Linked DNA regions of Mus musculus: all the other regions are linked to region 3. Evidence: chromatin contacts called from public HiCAR-type and HiChIP or PLAC-seq data. All regions are on one chromosome and are shown on one strand. Each heading gives the region's core, a stretch centred on a gene start, on an enhancer-like site or on the middle of the called end of the contact. The rest is flanking DNA. Distances are from core to core; before and after follow the strand shown. Region 1 overlaps Ercc4 (excision repair cross-complementing rodent repair deficiency, complementation group 4). Region 2 holds the start of Abcc1 (ATP-binding cassette, sub-family C (CFTR/MRP), member 1). Region 3 holds the start of Bfar (bifunctional apoptosis regulator).

Region 1 (4,222 bases), core at 651-3,150, 520 kb before region 3:
ACGAGTCATCTGATTTTTCCAGTGCCTAGAGTCTACCTGCATTCCTGGCTTGAGGCCCTTCCTCTACCTCACATCCATGCTGGTGTCTTCTCTGACCCTGCTGCCTCTCCCTTTTCAGGTCACTTTGTCAGTTCTCTGTGGCTCGTGAAACAACTTAAGGCAGGGGGTAATTGGACCTATCTCAAAAGGTCTCAGTCCATACCCAGCCAGCCTCGTTGCTCCCAGGCCTGTGATGGGTCAGAACACTGTAGGGGAAGGTTGTGGGCATGAAAGCGGTTGATTTGTGGCAGCAAACAGACAAACGTCAGGGTACGTGCAGGACACCTCTCGGTGGCCTGCCCCAGTGATCTGCCTCCTCTGATGGCCCTACCTCCCAGCAGTCCATTCAGCTGTGACTTATGTCACTACCTTCCTCTGGCCTCCACATATGGGCTCAACGTAGCTACACACATACACACATGCCACACACACAAACTCACTTACACATGCTCACATATATACACACAGGTAACACACATACCCAAATGAGGTTGTTCTTAAAGCAACAGCATTAACATCCCTGGAGTTTGTTGAAAATGCAGTTTTTTGAGCCTTTGATCCCACATCTGCCGTGTTCAGAATCTGCTTGCTAGCATAGCCCCAGGTGTGCACACCAGTGTGTAAGAAGCTGCTCTCAGTGTCTTCCCTTTCCCATCTCTAGACCCAAAAGTTAACGGCAGCAGCTCAGAAGGCAGTCTTCTTGGCCCTTATTGCACATAGGGCCTTATTGCATATAAGGCCCAGCACATACATACATAGTCTCCATAAGGGGGCAGAGAGGAACCAGAGAGAAGGTGTTTGTGTGCCATTAAAAGTCATAAACTATAAGCAGTTAACTTTCCTATTGACTCCATTTAATTTGGGGGAAACTACCTCTGCTTTCTCTATAAATTCTATTTTTAGAATGATAGAAAGTGTTATAGCTATTCATCCGAGTTTAACAACAGAAACATTTAAACCTATACAAAGTCGTCTCTAAGTACTCTTCCCTGTGACCCGACCTAAATTCCCCTTTTCGTAGGTGGCCAGGAGCAGAATGGCACCCAGTCCAGCATCGTGGTGGACATGCGTGAGTTTCGGAGCGAGCTCCCATCTCTGATCCATCGGCGGGGTATTGACATAGAGCCAGTGACTCTGGAGGTGGGTGATTACATCCTGACACCTGAGCTGTGTGTGGAGCGCAAAAGTGTGAGCGACCTCATTGGCTCGCTGCACAGTGGCCGCCTGTACAGCCAGTGCCTAGCCATGTCTCGCTACTACCGGAGGCCTGTGCTGCTCATTGAGTTTGACCCGAGCAAGCCCTTCTCCCTGGCGCCACGAGGTGCCTTCTTCCAGGAGATGAGCAGCAGCGATGTGAGCTCCAAGCTTACGCTCCTCACCTTGCACTTCCCGCGTTTGCGGCTGCTCTGGTGCCCCTCACCCCACGCCACAGCCGAGCTGTTTGAGGAGCTGAAGCAGAACAAGCCACAGCCTGATGCGGCCACAGCCATGGCCATCACCGCAGACTCAGAGACACTGCCTGAGTCGGACAGATATAACCCCGGCCCCCAAGACTTTGTGCTGAAGATGCCTGGGGTCAACGCCAAGAACTGTCGCTCCCTGATGAACCAAGTGAAGAACATCGCAGAGCTGGCCACCCTGTCCCTGGAACGACTCACAACCATCCTGGGGCACTCGGGAAATGCCAAGCAGCTGCACGACTTCCTGCACACTGCCTATGCAGACTTGGTGTCCAAAGGCAGAGTGAGAAAGTGACTGTTCTCACATGGCTATTTATTGATCATTTGCATAGCAATTCATTCTTTCCCCCCAGGAATGTCCCCCAGGGCATTGGTCCAGAGCCAGAACTTCCCCCTGGGCTCTGTACTGAGGTGTGGGCCTGTCTTCCCTTGCTGGCTCTCACCCCTCTGTGCTCTGTCTGTGCCAGGCCTGCACTGATCCATTTTCAATAAGGTGTGGTGAGATCTTGCCCCTTGAAGTAAACACAGACTATGTTTACTTTTCAGGCTGGTAAAAGCACTGCACCATGGTCCTAACACTGGCTGCACAGGGCTTGGTAGGCCTGAGACAGGACTGCTGTTGCTTCTTCCCCACCCACACAGAGACAAGCTAGCCCTCTAGCCTCCTGGTCACCAGGTATATGTAACGTGTACTGTGACTCGGTTGTGTTTTTCACAGAATTAATTGCTTACGGACAAGATTGGATGAGGTAATAAAGGGCTCCTCAGAATTCTTGGTTTCTCAGTGTTTGAGCTCCAAATTCCTACTCTAAGCCCAAATGACAAGTCTAAGTGTCCCCCACTTCACTGGTGTTAGATGCCAGTGCCATACCAGAAGCACACAGGGCATCTCTGCCCTGCCCGTGGTCCTGTCCTGACTGCTTCTCCTTTCCTGGGTGAGGACTGGATGTGAGCAAAGGTGGGCCAGGTGCTTCTAGATGTAGATTTCTCTCCTTCTTAGTATAGGGTTGTGAATAAATGGGTAAATCAGCTCAGAGAACACATAAGGATTCAAAAGAAATACATAGGTGTTTAAAGGCCCACAAACCAATCTCATGATTGATTGAGACAGGATGTTCTGTGTTAAAATGGGATTCATCGCATCTTCATGATGTTTGCAAACTGTGATACTTAAGCGTTAGCTGTTTATGTGTTCAGGGACAAGCAGTAAAGTTTCTACCTCAAGAACTAATGCCACGTGAATTCTAGCTTGCCACATGGTTGAGTATTCCATCCGTGTCAGCCGTCTTTGGCTGAACTGATAAAAAAGTGGACCTTGTAACAAAAATACTGTCTCCTCCAACTTTAACAAAAGCACTCTGAGCTGAACCTTATATGTTGGCATCATGATTCTTGATACTTAACAATATAGTTGTCCCTCAGTATCCATAGTTCCAGGACCCTCTCTGATGGTACATTCTGTGCAGGCTGCAGGCCTTCAGTGGTGTTTGCTTATAGCCTCTGCCTCCCCCTGTGAACTTCAAACCACAGCAACTTCAAGCTCACAGCAACTGCGTCGGGACAGGTGGTAACAGCTGGTTCCCTGTGCTCCGGAGCCTGCGTGTTTAGAAGAGATCAGTTGTTCCTCTATTTCCAGTCCTTGGTTAGTTAAACCCAAGGATGCAAGAGGACATCCCCTGAGCATCCTGTCCAGAGCCCTTCAGGAACGAATGTCAAGGGCTGTCAAGGCATAGTCGATTATTGGAGGCATGGAAAACGGGAAGGATGAAGCAGTAAGCTTATGATGGAGAGGGGTAGAGAATGGAAAGGATGAAGCAGTAAGCTTACAGTGGAAAGGAATCTAAGCTACTTGTTTCCACCCAGGGTTAAAAATGCATTTGCCTTCTGGACCATGACAGAACTGCCTGGTGAGTCGCACTGGGCAGTGTGGTCATTCCCAACTCGTGAACACAGACATCCACTTCTACTTACGGTAACAGTCCCCCTCCTCCATGTAACTCTGCCTCCCTTTTCTGTTGTTTTGTTCCATAAAACAAAAATCTTAACATAGCACATGCTATGGTGGGTGTTTCGTTCAAAGTTAAAATTTCAAAGCTCTTCTAGACATTGTTTTAAACAGTCCTTGTTACCTAGTGCAGCAATCTGTAACCCCGGGCTTCCCGTGTCTGTCAGCTCGAGTCGGCTGTTCACTGTGACACCCATGGCTGGGCTTCTGTTGCCTCACTCCCTCCTCTGCTGACAGGCTCACACGTTGCCAGAGGTGGAAGGCTTCCCGCACATCCATCCGTTGTTTGGTTTTCTGATACTTTTTTTTTTTTTTACACATTTTTAGAATCTGACTTTGTTTCCCAGCAGCATTTTGCTACCTTTGATGTTGTTGTTGTTGTTCAAAATTATAGATACTGATGAGCTCCCAGGTAGCTTTTAAAAGCTAGGTCTGCACTGTGGTTCCCGGCTGCTTACATAGAGCCTTGATAAGAAATGATCCTTGATTCGGGCAGTGGTGGCACATGCCTTTAATCCCAGCACTTGGGAGGCAGAGGCAGGTGGATTTCTGAGTTCGAGGCCAGCCTGGTCTACAGAGTTCAAGAACAGCCAGGGCTACACAGAGAAACCCTGTCTCAAGAGAAAAAAAAAGAAAAAAGAAAAAAAAGAAACTATCCTTGCTTAAGCACCTCTCTTGGTGTTCTTAGAACTATATGAGGTGATAGCCTCCTTAATAG
Region 2 (4,259 bases), core at 1,346-3,845, 690 kb after region 3:
GTGGCAGGGTCTGTGGCAATCAATTTAAATAGAACAGACGTTTCACATGGAAAAAGTATAAAAAAAGCACCATGCACAGTTCACACTGATAGTCCCAGCCCCTCAGAGGTTGAGGCAGGAGGATGTCTGGGTCTCCTACACCACAACACCCTCAGTTTATCCATGCAGTTCTAGGGCAGAATTTCCTGTGTGAAATGCAGGCCATCCCACTGGACAGAAGTGTTACACTCTGTCACCTGTTCACTATCTATGGACTCTGGCTCCGTCCCCTTTCGCTCAAGCTTATGCCTGTCTGTGTAATATCCCTGCTTTTGCTTCTTTTGAGTGTCTCTCACTCATGCCACCTGCCTCTGCCTTCTCCGTGCTAGGGTTAAAGGTGTGTGGAGCCCTGCCCAACCTTTCCCCTTAATTTTCAAATGAAATGAAATTTATTTTGTGTATATGTGTGAGTGCAGGTGCAGATGTGCTCTGGAGCACTAGTGATGGTCAAAGAAGAGCCTCAGGAGTCGATCCTCTCTTGCTACCTTGTGGGCTTGGGAGACCAGGTTGTCAGAGCTGCATGCAAGCACCTTTGCTGGATAAGCCATCTCACTGGCTGTCTCTGATTTATTTGTTGAGACAGCATCTCTCACTGAATTTAGACTTCACAACTGGGCTAGGCTGACTGGCTGTTGAGTTCTAGGAATCTGCCTGTCTCCATCTCCCCAGGACCACATTACAGATGTGCCCTGACACATGGGCGTTTTCTGACATGGATGCTGGAGTCCAGACTCCAGGTTCTCAGGTTTGTGCAGTAGTACTTACCCAGCTAAGCTTTGTCACCAGAACTGCTCTGTTCTACGTTTTGTGTCAGGGTCTCATGCAGTCCTGGTTGGCCTCGAACTCAAGATCCTCCTTCAGCCTCCCAAGTACTGAGATCGTGGGCGTTCACCACCAGTCTTGGCTGCTTCATAGTTTTCTTATAGGCTGCTTTCCTCAGCTCAAGACACAGCCCAGCCCAGGCTGGAATCCCAACCATGCTTGTGTTTAGCTCAAAAGCTTTCTTTCAGAAAGCCTTCTAGACTTTTACCTGAGCAGGCCTGGCCCCCTTGATCCTCTTTATCCCCTTCCTGGATCTTGCAACAGTTTCAAATACACTTTCCGATTATGAAAGCATGTCATTAAGATCTGTTGCCTTATCACTAAAACACATGAAAATACAGCTCCACTTTCCCGTCTGTCAGATCTGAGCATATTCCAGCTGCTAGCTTGCTAGAGCCTAGCAAGACTCCTGCTATACAGCAGATGCTCAATAAATATGGGTAACAGTGCATTGAGAATTGTTACCTGAAAGTAATTATCTTTAAAAAACTTATTCACAGAGGTAAAGAAACTTCCTGCCAAGCCTGATGACTTGAGTTAGCTCCCTGGAATCCACAAAGTTCCACAAAAAACAACTCTCCCAGGCTGTCCTGACCTCCACAAGCACAAGTTTATATACACACCCACACACATACACACATAGAAGTAAATGCTGTTACTACAACCACCACCTCCACCACCACCACCACCACCACCACCACCACCACCAAACTCTTATTCATACTGAGGGGGACCTGACTTGTGGTTGACCTTCAAAAATTGTTTATCTTACTCATTTTCTTTATTACTTTTTAAATTAAAATATTTTTTCAGGGGTATACATAGCTCAGCTGGTGGAGTGGTTCCTGCTGACAACAAAACCTAGGAGGAAGCCTGGGTTTTGTTGTCAGCGCCCCAGGTGGCTGGGGTAATAAGAAGTGGAGGAAAGGTGATGCACACCTTTAATCCCAGAGCTTGGGAGACAGAGGCAGGCAGATCTCTGAGTTCGAGGCCAGCCTGGTTTACAAATTGAGTTCCAGGACAGCCAGGGGCTTCATAGAGAAACTTCAGTCTGTCTTAAAAAAAAAAAAAAAAAAAATGGAGGCAGAGGGGCTCACAAGTTCAGGGTCATTCATCCTCTACTACATAGTGCTTTAGAGGCCAGATTTAGTTATTATATGAAACCCTGTCCCCAAATTCCTCATACCAAGTAATAAGGAAATGAGTTATTTCCTGGCTGCACTCAGAATGGGAGAAATTCCCAGGGTGCTTTGCAGACCATGGAGGAGGGGTGGCAAACTGGTGTTCAGGATGGAGATCTCAGTGTTTAGAATGGATTCATAGGGCTCCTGATTCAAACGAACTACACTTCTACTCGTTGAGGGACTCTGAGCGAATTTCCTCACCTTTCTGAGCCTCAGTTTCCTTATCTGTTCTCTTTCCTTTCTTGGGAGCTCACATCCATATCCCTCCAGGTGCAACTGAAGGAAAAAGCCCTAAAATCACGCAAGCACCGAGCGTTCTCCCGCAGCGGGGGGCCAGCGGTACAGTTAGGGTCACCTGGGATGAAGCCCAGGTGTGGAGGGCCCAGTGCGGGGTTCTTCCGGGCCGTGTCGGCTTTAGGAGCCGCCAGTGAGTGGGAGCTGCAGACGAGGCCTGCAGGCCCAGGCCAGGGCAACTCGTGGCCGTGCTCGCTCCCACGCGCGGGGCGGGGCGGGGTGGGGCGGGGCTGCATCCCGGTGACGCGGGCCAACCGCGCGGCGCTGCGCCTCCTCGCTCAGCCGGCCGCCCGCATGGCGCTGCGCAGCTTCTGCAGCGCTGATGGCTCCGATCCACTCTGGGTAAGGTGGTGGGCCGCGGGGGACGGCGCGGGGGCGACCGGGGACTCGGAGGACGTGGGGGGACGCTGGGACGCGCGGACCCAGCTGCTCCCCTAGCCGGAGCCCTGCTCTGCTTACGCGGGGATTCGCCACCCGGGCCCCGGCGTAGCCGCCGCTCTCTTACTCTGGGGACCGGGTTCCGGGAGAGCTGGGTGTGTGCGGGGAGGTGCCTCTGTGCTTTGGGGTTCTGCCATCGGGAAGGGACGCCAGATCTGGAGGCAGCAAATTGGGGATTTTCTGTGTTTTGTGGGGGTAGGATCTCCGTTTACCGCGCACACACTATCATAGAGCACCGTGCAGGAGCCCAGACTCTAGAAAGGGACTTCCCATCGCTTGTGTTGGGGTTCCCCACTGTTTGTTTTACCTCTCGTTTACTCTGGCTTCATGTTTTTTTTTCTCATCCTCTCTCCTTTCTGCCTAAATGCTATCAGGGAACTTTAAGGAAATAAGGAAAAGCCAAGAGAGGGGAGAAGGGCCTTTCTGTCTCTTTTTGTAGGTTTGGGGTGCAGTGGAAAATGCCCTGGACTCTGTAACCAGGAGAGTGCCTTCTACTCTGAGTCAGAGAGACTCCGCTGCTCTGGGGATGTCCCGGGGACTTCAGGCCCTCTCCAGGTAGCTTTCTTGTGAAATGATCCTAGGCTGGGTTCCCTGGCTGACTGCTCTAATCTCCAGTGCTTGTGTATTTCGTGTTCCTGTAATGCTGTTCCTGTAATGCGATTTGCCTGTTATTCCAGAACACTCCTGCATCACATTGTCCTGATTATTAGTGACTACAATAGGAAACCCTGGACACAATGACTTTTCTTTTTGTTTGAGAAACAAGAAAAACATCCCTGTTTCTTAGCAGCTGATGGTTAGCGCCCACAAGTATTTGTTCTGTTTTGTGGTACCTCCGTGATAGACTGCATTAGGAATGATGACCCCTGAAGGCCCCCTGGGAGACTTTTGGGTGAGGAGGGTGCCAATTTTGGTTGAGAAACTTACCATACTTGGATAAATGGTTCATTTTAAAGCCAAGAGGTTGGAGGTTTCTCCAGAGCTGGAAACAGAGCTTGTGATTTACATTCGGGAGTCTGCAAGAGATAGGTGCCTGTTTGCCACACAGGAACACTGTGTGTCCTCTACCCTTGTGCCAAGTGTAGAGACAACGAGGTTATTTTGCAAGAACTCAGGGGGATCTGGGTCACTAACATGGGTGCTGGAGTATTTCCTGAATTTCTTTTTTCTCTTATGGTGGAGGGGAAGTAGACATTAGATTTTCTACCAGTTTGCATATTTTATTTTTGCATATATATAACACACACATACATATATTGTGTGTGTGTGTATGTTTGAGTGTATGCATACCATGGCACATGCGCACATCAGACTTGTGTGGAACTCTCTTTCCACAGTGTGGGTTCTGAGGTCCTCAAGCCTCTCACCAGTTCACATCTGGATGTATCCTATTGTTGCGCAGTGATGACTAGGAAATGTTGGGAGGTATTCTCTAGCTTCTAATATGCTAAAAAGCCTACCCAAGAAGCCTGACTTGGTGTT
Region 3 (3,960 bases), core at 466-2,965:
GGAAGTATGGTGGGACACACCTGCAATCCAACCATCTGGAGAGTTCATTTGAATTCAGGACTAAACCTGTTCTACAAAGGTTGTGTCTTATTTATTTATTTATTTATTTATTTATTTATAATATATGTGTGCTCTCCTGCATATGTATCTGCTGCCTGAAGATGGCATCAGATCCCATTACAGATGGTTGTGAGCCACCATGTGGTTGCTGGGAATTGAACTCAAGACCTCTGGAAGAGCTCCCAGTGTTCTTAGCCATCTCACCAGCCCAGGGCTGTGTCTTAATAAGGAAAAATAATCTTAAATGGTAAATTCTGTTATGTATCTGTTATCACAATGAAGAAAAAAAGGTTTCTACCTTTACTAGATCACTCTCTAGAAAGTAAATTCTGCTAGCACAAATCAGTTTTACTCTTTACCAACTTGAAAAGAACACTCTCATTTATTCCTTTAGAGGTGGCTGATCTCAAACTCATTCCATAGCTAAGTCTCCATAGTCTTAAACTTTTTTTTCTTTTTCAAGACAGAGCTTCTCTGTACAACAGTGCCCTGGCAGTCTTAAGAGGACTCACTTTGTAGGCCAGGCTGGCTTCGAACTCACAGAGATCCTGCCTCTGCTTCCTGAATTCTGGGGTTAAAGCGCTACCATGCCTGACAGCCTTCAACTTCGAATCCTCTTGCCTACTCCTTGCCTCGTTTGGGGATTACAGGTGTGCCACCGAGCCCAGTTCGTTTATATGCTACTGGGATCGAACTCAGCACAGCTTGGTATGTTAGTCAAGCAGTGTACCAACTGAGCTTCATTCCCAGCCCCATCTCCAACAACGTAGAGATGTTAAAATTTTGAAAGATCAAATCAATGATTGTCCAATTAAAGCAAGCTGTATTTGGGGGGTACACCTAGGCTAACTGACTGTCTCCTCCTAAATCGGGTTTTGAGAGAGCAGCCTCTGCTGGCTTATAGGAGATAAGAGTTTAAAGAGTTGTTTAAAGAGTTGGCTATTGCCGGGTCTGGTGGCGCATGCCTTTAATCCCAGCACTTGGGAGGCAGAGGCAAGTGGATTTCTGAGTTTGAGGCCAGCCTGGTCTACAAAGTGAGTTCCAGGACAGCCAGGGCTATACAGAGAAACCCTGTCTCGAAAACAAACAAACAAACAAACAAACAAACAAAACCCGAGTTGGCTATTAACACGTTTTTATAAAGATACAATGAAAGGGAAGGAACGAGGGCACGTACATGTGAATGGGGTTGCAAACAGTTTATTAAATCAGAACTGAGAAACAGGAACTTTTTCTTTCTTTGGTTAAGTTTCACTATGTAGCTTTGACTGTCTTGGAATTCACTCCGTAGACTAGACTGGCTTCGAACTCACAAAGATCATCCTGCCAAGCATGGTCTCACAACGTCATAGATTGAAAACATAGTACCATTGAGTTCTCAACAGATCTAGATCAAGGTGGGTAGCTGCGGAGTAAATGTGATAACGCCATTTTACCCCAAATTCCGACTCTATAAATAAAACTTTAAGGACTGCTTCTGTGGTTTTCTTCATAAATGTGAAGTTAAGATCTATTACGATGCATTCGGGCACTGTGGGAGACTTTGATGGCTGAATAAAGCTAGCTAAATACGGGAACGCAATCCAGCTGGAACCTCCAGACCTGGGGCGGTGACTTCTGTGCTTGGCTCGGACGAAAAGGAAGGGGCGGGTCGCGTTGGTGCGCATGCGCCCGCATGCCCCTAGAGCAGCCGCTCTAGGCAGCCGGAGGTCGCACGGGGTTGAGAGCATAAAGAGGTCTCTCCTCTATGGTTGCGGGAGCTGATCGTAGTCGGCCCCTAGGCCCAGGTTATTTCCGGAAGCGAAGCCTTGTCCTCTACTTCCGCGGGGTCCTGGCAGGTGGCGGTGACAGAGTGGGTACCAGGACTAGTGGCGAGGTGAGCTTCGGCACGGTGTGGGGTGGTAATGGTCCGGCAGGGCGCTTGGCTTGAGAGTGCGGCGCGGGAGACGGAACTGAACCCGCTCCCGGAGCTGCGCTGGCGGGGACTGAACCCGCTCCCGGAGCTGCGCTGGCGGGGTGGGTCCAGGCTCTGGGGCCTCCTCACCCCGGCCTGGACGCGTCCCAGCAGGGCTGCGGACCGTAGCCCCTTCCCTTACGAGGCGAAGACCCACGCCACTGCAGGTCTCTAGTCCTCCCCCGCGTCGGGGTCTGGGTCAGAGCCACTCGACCCTGGGGTGGTGACAGAGATGGGTCTTGTTTCCACTTACTTGCGGGCTATGGGCGCCCGCCACGTCGGCTAAATCCGAGGCACCTTCCTGTCCCAAGGCAGAGGGTTTCATAATGGGAAGTGAGGATAACGGAACATCAGACTCCAAAGTGACACCGAGGCTGACCTAGAACTTAGCTCTTCTCATTCCCATACACACGACTCAAAAATCGTGTGCTGATGAGAGCGTGTGTGTGTGTGTGTGTTTTAGAAGAGAGACGCTGTGTCTAACTGGGGACCTTTAACTGGGCAAGGGGCAAACCCCTAACTTTGGTTGAGAAGAGAAAGTGGGAGCCATTGGGTCCTCCCCACGGAAGCCCATTGGCCCGCCCTTGGAGTGGCCCCAACGTCACACCAGGAGAGGCCAATGCGAAGGAGTTTTCCTTTCACCTTTAGGTACGGACTGCACGTGCTGATGAAGTTTTATTTACTTTTGTCAGTGCTCTTTTATAAACAGCCTGGATGTGTCCCGACCAAAGTGCACGGTATATGCCAGGGAATATCGTCCATAAACCTGATGGGAAAGCTGTACTCTGTCCAGGCTGTTCACACACACACACACACACACACACCCTTTTCCCCCTTTCTCTCTGGCAGTATAAATGCTAACCACACTGTTAACAGCATTCAGTAAAATGTGACAGTTAGTAATGCTATTATTATCAGTCAGCAAACTTTTTACCTGGTCGAAGTTTGACATCTAATCCCACAATCCTTTAGCGATAATATTAGTATGGCTTGATAAATGGAAAGTAATGAAGCTCGAGGAGAACAAAGGGTGACCAGATTGGGAGCCCAGGTTGGCCTCGCTCTGAAGACTTAACTTTGGTTTTGGTTCTTTGTTTGTTTATTGGGGGGGGTGCATTTTGAGACAGGGTTTCTCTATGGAGTCCTGACTGTCCAATAATTCACACTAGGCTGGCCGAGAATACACAGAAATCCACCTGCCCGTGGGGATTAAATGCCACCATGCCTGGCTTGTTTTATTTGTTGAGAAAGGCTTTATGTAATCCAGGCTGGCCAAGAATAATTCTTGGACTTCTGATTTCTCTGGCTTTCTGAATTGAGTAGCAGGAAATGGAGAAGGGAGAAAATGAAACTCTTGAACTGAGTCTAGAAATCTGGACTTATGCAAAAGAGAGATTTCCCTGAGTGGTGTGTGCCACCATGCCCGGTTTATACACTGCTGATGATAGAACCAGTCAGCAAACACTCTACCAAATAGTCCAGATTAGGTAACACACAGATAAACCTTACACAGTTAACTTGGGTTTGGAGTGGATTAATCATCAAAGACGGTTTGGATCTTGTGAGTGGATACTTTTGACTCAGAAATCTTAACAGATGGGAGTGTAATGATCCATTTAAGATAGTTATTGACAACCATGCTGATTATGCCAGTTAAAAAATTTTAAGTCCTTTTAATTGATGACAAGACCATAAGTGGCCTTATGCCTCTGAAAATATCCCTTGCTGCCTCTGCCCAGGGATAGAGTTTTTAAAGACAAAAACCTCAAAGACCTTAATTTACCTCAAAGTTAGATGAGGATCAGAGTAAACTTTCATTCCTGGCAGGGCATAATTTTAGATGTAACCTCAAATGGGTATCCAAAGCAGACATTGGGTTGCGGAAAAGGGAAAGACAAAATACATTCAAAACAGGATGGCATTACCTTAGTCATTTCAGGAGGAAC

What was found. HiCAR-type assays count read pairs that join an accessible place to other places. HiChIP or PLAC-seq counts read pairs in DNA pulled down with a chosen protein or histone mark.
Region 1: a contact with region 3 is called in a HiCAR-type map of neural stem cells, with 6 times the contacts expected there. The contact joins the enhancer-like site here to the promoter of Bfar in region 3. A contact is called at or near these places in 7 of 39 promoter capture datasets (the 3T3-L1 cell line, 3T3-L1-derived adipocytes, frontonasal cranial neural crest and 2 more), 3 of 484 Hi-C or Micro-C datasets (CD4 T cells, memory CD8 T cells and muscle stem cells), 10 of 115 datasets of contacts at active chromatin or transcription factors (astrocytes, bone marrow-derived macrophages, embryonic forebrain and 7 more) and 1 of 9 other capture datasets (adipose tissue).
Region 2: a contact with region 3 is called in an H3K27ac HiChIP or PLAC-seq map of bone marrow-derived dendritic cells, with 3 times the contacts expected there. The contact joins the promoter of Abcc1 here to the promoter of Bfar in region 3. A contact is called at or near these places in 4 of 115 datasets of contacts at active chromatin or transcription factors (bone marrow-derived dendritic cells, bone marrow-derived macrophages, extraembryonic endoderm stem cells and 1 more) and 2 of 9 other capture datasets (adipose tissue and liver).

What each region holds. Positions count from the first base shown.
Region 1 is chr16:13,146,466-13,150,687 of GRCm38.p6, forward strand. It overlaps Ercc4 (excision repair cross-complementing rodent repair deficiency, complementation group 4), which reads left to right. Exons shown (of 11, transcript NM_015769.2): 11 at 1,061-4,222. The coding sequence ends at 1,794. Among named protein-coding and RNA genes, the nearest start is that of Gm32596, 11 kb to the right of the region's middle. Within about 2 kb of position 1,901, at least 15 of the 459 cell types and tissues checked have an H3K27ac peak or open chromatin away from gene starts, as enhancers often do. A contact at or near this core is called in neural stem cells, where this site is marked.
Region 2 is chr16:14,358,963-14,363,221 of GRCm38.p6, forward strand. It overlaps Abcc1 (ATP-binding cassette, sub-family C (CFTR/MRP), member 1), which reads left to right and starts at 2,596. Exons shown (of 31, transcript NM_008576.3): 1 at 2,596-2,681. The coding sequence starts at 2,634.
Region 3 is chr16:13,670,143-13,674,102 of GRCm38.p6, forward strand. Bfar (bifunctional apoptosis regulator) reads left to right here and starts at 1,716. Exons shown (of 8, transcript NM_025976.5): 1 at 1,716-1,936.